Regions from separate parts of the Mus musculus genome. Here region 2 is linked to region 1. The links are chromatin contacts, called in public Hi-C maps. All regions are on one chromosome and are shown on one strand. Each heading gives the region's core, a stretch centred on a gene start, on an enhancer-like site or on the middle of the called end of the contact. The rest is flanking DNA. Distances are from core to core; before and after follow the strand shown.

What was found. Hi-C and Micro-C count contacts between places; a contact is called where the count stands out from the background.
Region 2: a Hi-C map of B cells shows a contact between it and region 1, with 5 read pairs. The contact joins the enhancer-like site here to the promoter of Prdm2 in region 1. A contact is called at or near these places in 1 of 39 promoter capture datasets (pre-B cells), 1 of 484 Hi-C or Micro-C datasets (B cells), 1 of 115 datasets of contacts at active chromatin or transcription factors (bone marrow-derived dendritic cells) and 1 of 9 other capture datasets (liver).

Annotation. Positions count from the first base shown.
Region 1 is chr4:143,211,317-143,214,218 of GRCm38.p6, forward strand. Prdm2 (PR domain containing 2, with ZNF domain) reads right to left here and starts at 1,393. Exons shown (of 10, transcript NM_001081355.3): 1 at 1,299-1,393.
Region 2 is chr4:145,253,128-145,256,029 of GRCm38.p6, forward strand. The region is part of intron 2 of Gm36233 (a long non-coding RNA gene); the gene reads right to left. Among named protein-coding and RNA genes, the nearest start is that of Tnfrsf1b, 7.7 kb to the left of the region's middle. Within about 2 kb of position 1,429, at least 139 of the 459 cell types and tissues checked have an H3K27ac peak or open chromatin away from gene starts, as enhancers often do. A contact at or near this core is called in B cells and pre-B cells, where this site is marked.

The sequences.
Region 1 (2,902 bases), core at 143-2,642:
ATGATCTCTGAAGGTTTTCAAAGCTATGGCGAGATTGCTCATGAAAAAGAAATTTCATCAAATAAAGTGTGTGAAAGAGAGCTTGGAGGGTGGCAGCTGCGTGCAATCTCAAAAACAGAACTCTATAGAACAGGAAAACAACAGAATAATGTCTCTCAGTTCCTCCTCTTAATATCCTAAAACCTCTTTTCCAATATCATCGTGGGCAGAATGATCCAACTGTAGTCTGTGCTATTGTAGGTAAAAGAAAAACAAAAACCAAAAAACAAACAAAAAACCATTGGGAGGTTGTCTTTGCTGTATATATTACTTTAAAGAATAACCTCGAAGTAAACAAAAAAACTTTGAGATACAATTTTAGTCATGTTCTGGGGACACTGTGTACTAGAAACAAACATTCCCGTGTTTCATTAAAGGGTCCTAAGGGCAAGGCACTGGAACTTGGCAAAAGGCAGTTCACGTGTCAAATACACCCAAATCCTCAATACATGAAATGCGGGGGGTGAAGGGAAACCCCATTTCTCTAGGTGTAAATTCCAGCTGGGTAGTAAGAGGCAACGGGGCTTCCCGGCGATCTGTGGGATTGTTTCCCCAGCTCGAGGCCCGACCTAACGGTAAGTGCTAGGCCATTGGCCGGTGCTTCACGCGTGGATCGTGGAAGAACACTGACCTGTTAAGGTCTATTTCGTGTCTCGCTCGTCACCCTCGGAGACATAGTAGATGGATCTTTTGACGAACGCAAACCAGTCCTATGTATGCTAGCGCACACCTGTGACACATGCACGTATGCACCAGTGGGTCGATGGGGGACACTCGAGGAGCCCACTGGCAGGTTTATAGCACACGGAAACTATACGGGGGTGAAAAACACAAAGGCTCGAGGCACAGAACCAACTCGAGGATTGCAGATGCGCTCGCACATTCAACCCGGGACACAAAAGAGCAGAGATCAGCGCAGCCCTGCGGATGGGGACCGCCCGGGGCCCACGTGCGCTCCCCGCCGACCCCGCAGCCGCGCACCCCGAGTCCGCCGCGCCGTCACCAAACGGACCCGAAACTTGGCCGCGGGGACTTAAGAGCCGCGGAGCGGGAGCCTTCGCGCCGCCTCGCGTCGGCGCCAGCGCCAGCCACCGGTTCCCGGCCGTTCGGAGGAAGCTCGAAGGGGGCGCGTCAGCCCGCCCCGCAATCCCCTTAGCGCCCGGCCCGGTCGCCCCCGCCGCGGTGGCCACACTCCTCACTGACACCAAGGGACATTCCCCCGAGGCCCGCCCGCCCTCCCCGGCTCCGCCGCTCCTCACCAGAGCGCGACGTGCCAACGCTTCAGCGAGCCCAGAGCCGCAGCCGCCGCCGTCGCTCTGGCGCCCGCGGCCGCGCCGCCGCCATCTTGGCTCCGGCCGGAAGTGACGTCGGCACGGCGCCCACAACCCCCGACCCCGACCCCGACCCCGCGCGTAGCTCGTGGCCTGCGACCCCGAGGAGCTCAACACGACGGTCAGGCGTGACCCCGGCGGACTGTGTCGCCCTCTCTGTCAATCACGGACTCGCCGCTCGCCCCAGAGCGTTATTACCTCGAAGGGAAGCCCGCGTCGCCATGGCCGGGCCAGCCTGACCACTATAGAGTTAGGGCTGAGAAACTCAAGAGTTGGTCAGAGAAGCCACCCTACTTCAGACGACCGCGACTGACTGGCGTGGTGGCGCACACTTTAATCCCCAAACTCGAGGCAGAAGCAGCCAGAGCTACATAGTGAATTCCAGGAAGGCAGGACCACACCCTTAGACCTTGTTTCAAGAAAAACAAGAGCAGAATCCACTCTGAAGGCCACTCACTAGACCACTGCCAGGCAAATAGACCGTTTAAATGGTGTGCAAAGGACCAATATAGCCACACACACACAAACCCGAAACTTCAGCAAAGCAGATGCAACTGAGCGGCTGTATTCATCCCTTACCAGGAGGCATTTGCTAACTGCCAGCTATGGGCCTAGGTCAGTGCCAAGGCTCTGTGGTACCCAGCATGGCCTTCATCTTGCCCTTGGGAACTGCACCACTATTTACAAACAAGTGAGCTGGAGATGGATTGGATTGAACTGGAGACCACTTCTGACATCCCAGAAAAGAGGTTTGACGGGAACATAGTTGCCAATCAATCTGAAGTTGTAGAGAGATGAAAGTTACTTGTCACATCTAGATGGTACCCAGAGCCATGAGTACTTCAAGATAAAGCTATCCTCTGAGAAGAAAGGAAAAAAAAAAAAAATCTAAGTGTAGTGGGCCGTATTAGTCCTCTGAGAAAAGGATCTGAAAAATAGATAATGTATTATGTTCAAATGTGCCTCCAAAACTTTGGAAAGACCAGACAAGCTCATCAAATGTACCTGTTGTTTAGAAAGTACGTCAATCAACGTGGATTGTGGTATACTCTGTAAAGGATTGGTGACATGGTGATTATCTCATCAGTACTGTTGACAGGTGAGGACAATGTCAAGTGTTGTCAAGGTCTGGATCACCACAGAGCCCGTGGAGAGAGGAAATAAAACCTCAAATGTTTGCTTATGTCTCTCACTAGTCAAGAGTTTACAAACCTAAGAGAGACATGCAAACTTGTCACTAGAATATACACTATTATGGTACAGGCTGCCACTGGAATTTGCACTCTTTATTTGATTAACACCTTACTAAGTATATGCATCAAAAATCATCTGAGGTAGCGTGGGAGCAAAAGGGAGACCACCACCTCATCTACCACCAAACTGCCATAGCCATCATTTTAAAAGAAAATCTACTTACCCCCTGGCATCCAATAGAATGCAAAAGGAAATATAGGGGATTTTGATTTTTGTCAAATCAAAACATGACATGGTAAAACCAGAGAACACCATGCCAAGAAGGCAGTGGCTGTTCT
Region 2 (2,902 bases), core at 179-2,678, 2.0 Mb after region 1:
GGGTGTAGGATCCCCTGCAACTAGAGTTACAGACAGTTGTGAGCTGCCGTGTGGATGCTGGGAATTGAACAAATTGAACTCAGGACCTCTGGAAGAGCAGCCAGCACTCTTAACGGCTAAGCCATTTCTCCAGTCTTTAAGCTTCCTTTTTGGGACAATGTCTTATGCAGCCCAGGCTGGCCTGAAGCTTATTGTATAGCTAAGGATGACCTTGGAATCCCATGCTTCTGCCTCCGCTCCTTGGTGCTGGGATTATAGGTGCTTACCAGGTGTCCATTCATACCATGTTAGGGATGGGAGCCAGGACTACATGAGTGCTGGCATGCCTGATATCACTAAGTTATATCTCCACTCTCTCTCTGTCTCTGTCTCTCTATTTATTTATCTATTCATTCATTCATTCATTCATTCATTCATTCATTCATTCATTCATTCATTCATTTATTTTTCTGGTGCTTGGACTAGACCCAGGCTCTGTAAACTCAAGGAAAGGACCTGAGTCACACCTCCAGCTCTCCCTCCTTTATCAATTCTGCATCACTCCAGAATGCTCTCAATTCTGCATCACTTCCTGGCTCCCCTCTCCAGCCTGGCCTCTCTCACCTGACTTCTAAGACAGCCCTTCCCAGGACCAGCCTTCCTGCCCTCACTCCTCTAACTCCACACCCATTTCTTTCTCCCCATCTTTTCTGGGTCTCTACAAACCACCTATGCCCTCTGCCCCTCCACATCTTGCTTGTCTCTCCCTCTGTCTACGAGGGACACAGGGAGATGGTGGTCCCATCCGTGGGCCATAGGTTTCCAGGTACAGACTCTAAGACAAGCAATGGCTACCCCCACCCTTACATACTATCGATTCTGGCCTCAGTTTCCCTGCCTTACTCTATAAATGGCCTCACTGCCCTCTGGTGTGTTTTCTTGTGTTCCTAAATCTGTGGCTGGTCTGAGCACAATTTCTTTCATATTCTCTTGATCACTTGCTCATTGAATCTCAGGTCTAGAGGGTAGAATGAATTGTATTATTTGGGTCTTGCCAAGCAATGCTCTTCCTACCCTCTCTCCCCTATTTCTCTTTTTGACTCTCTCTGCCTCTCTGTGTGTTTAACTTGAGCTCCAGGCTCCTCCATGTTAAATATGCACTCTACCACTGAGCTATGGTAAATATGTTAAATATGCACTCCCCCCAAGTCTATTTTCTCTCAAACCCTGTTCCCCATCCCACCCCAAATAGGATCCTTACTGCTGCAATCTATACGTTCTTGTAAGTAAATCAGGTGTGGCTTATGGGTGTTTCAGTGTCTCAGGAGTAGGCTGTGGATCACAAGCTACTGGGTACATGTGTATTTATTTCCCTAACACTGCCCGATTCCTCTGTGCCGCCCACGCAGTCACACCCTACCAGCAGGGCCAGAGAGTTCCTATTTTGGCACGTTTTCCCCTGAACTCCCCACTAGCCAGCTTTCTGACTCGGGCCAGTGCGGTGGGTGTGGAGTGGAACCGGCTGGTACCTCATTTGCATTTCTCTGAAGTTCGTGGGTCTAAGCACCTCTTCGCTGCTGCTGAGTCATTCGGGTTTCCCCTTCTGTGAACTGCTTTTCAACATCCTTTCATCCGATCGTTATTATTTCCTGTCTTCTTGTAGAGCTGCTCTAATTCTTTGTATCTTCTAGATATTTATCCCTCGTCATTTTTCAGATATCATAAAGACCTCCTCCATTCTGGTATATGGTTGCTGTCTTTATTCGGGCTTTCCCCTCATTGTTTAAACATTCCTTAATTGGACCGCTCCAGAAGTAAAAGGTTTGTGCCACTAAGCCTCACAGTCTAAATTGGATCGCCAGGAATCACGGTGTGGAAAGACTGTGATTCTAAAACTCCTGAAAGTTGTTCATGTACATGTCTCCTTACTCCCCACCCCAACACATACACCAGTCTAAATCATACATACATACATACATACATACATACATACATACATACATACATGTAATTTTAAAAAACATTTTTAAAGGTCTATTTAAAAAGTCCCTGGTTGACTGGTCTACAAATACAAAGTGAGTTCCAGGACAGCCAGAGGTAGACAGAGAAATCATGTCTCAAAAAACCAAAAAAAAAAAAAAAAAAAGTCGATTGTTGGTGTGTGTGTGTGTGTATACATGCATGTGTGCGTGTGTTTTATTTTGTGCATTTTGTGTGTGTGTGTGTATACATGCATGTGTGTGTGTGTGTGTTTTATTTTGTGCATTTTGTGTGTGTGTGTGTATACATGCATGTGTGTGTGTGTGTTTTATTTTGTGCATTTTGTGTGTGTGTGTGTTGTTTTTTGAGACAGGGTTTCCTTGTGTAGCCCTGACTGTCCTAGAACTCGCTCTGTGGACCTCGCTGGCCTCCAACTCAAAGAGCTACCTGCCTCTGACTCCTGAGTGCTAGGGTTAAACGCTTGCACCACCATGGCCAGGCGAAAAAACAAAAACAAAAATAAAAACAAACAAAACAAAACAAAAAAACCAATTCCTTAATTTTAATGTAACAAAAATCCATCAATATTCTCCATTAGATCATAGTTGAAAGGACCTTCCTTACATGGAGGTCATGAAGATGCTTTTGTTTTTCTTTTCTGTTTGTTGGCTTAATAATTCTAGCTGGGCCAATCAAAGATCTGAAGTACATGCAATATATATGGTGTAAAGACCCAATTTTATTTCCAATTTTTACCCAATTTCTGTCTGCCTGCCTTTCTTATACTGCCAAACAAGCACTCCATTCTTCCATCATTTGTTGCAAGTATGTGGGTCAGTTGCTAGAAGAGCTCGTCTCCTCTTTCAGTCTTGTTATTTCTAGACCTGTTCCACATTGTTGTTGGTAGACCCTCGAAGAATGTTTAGTAGACACGGTGAATTCT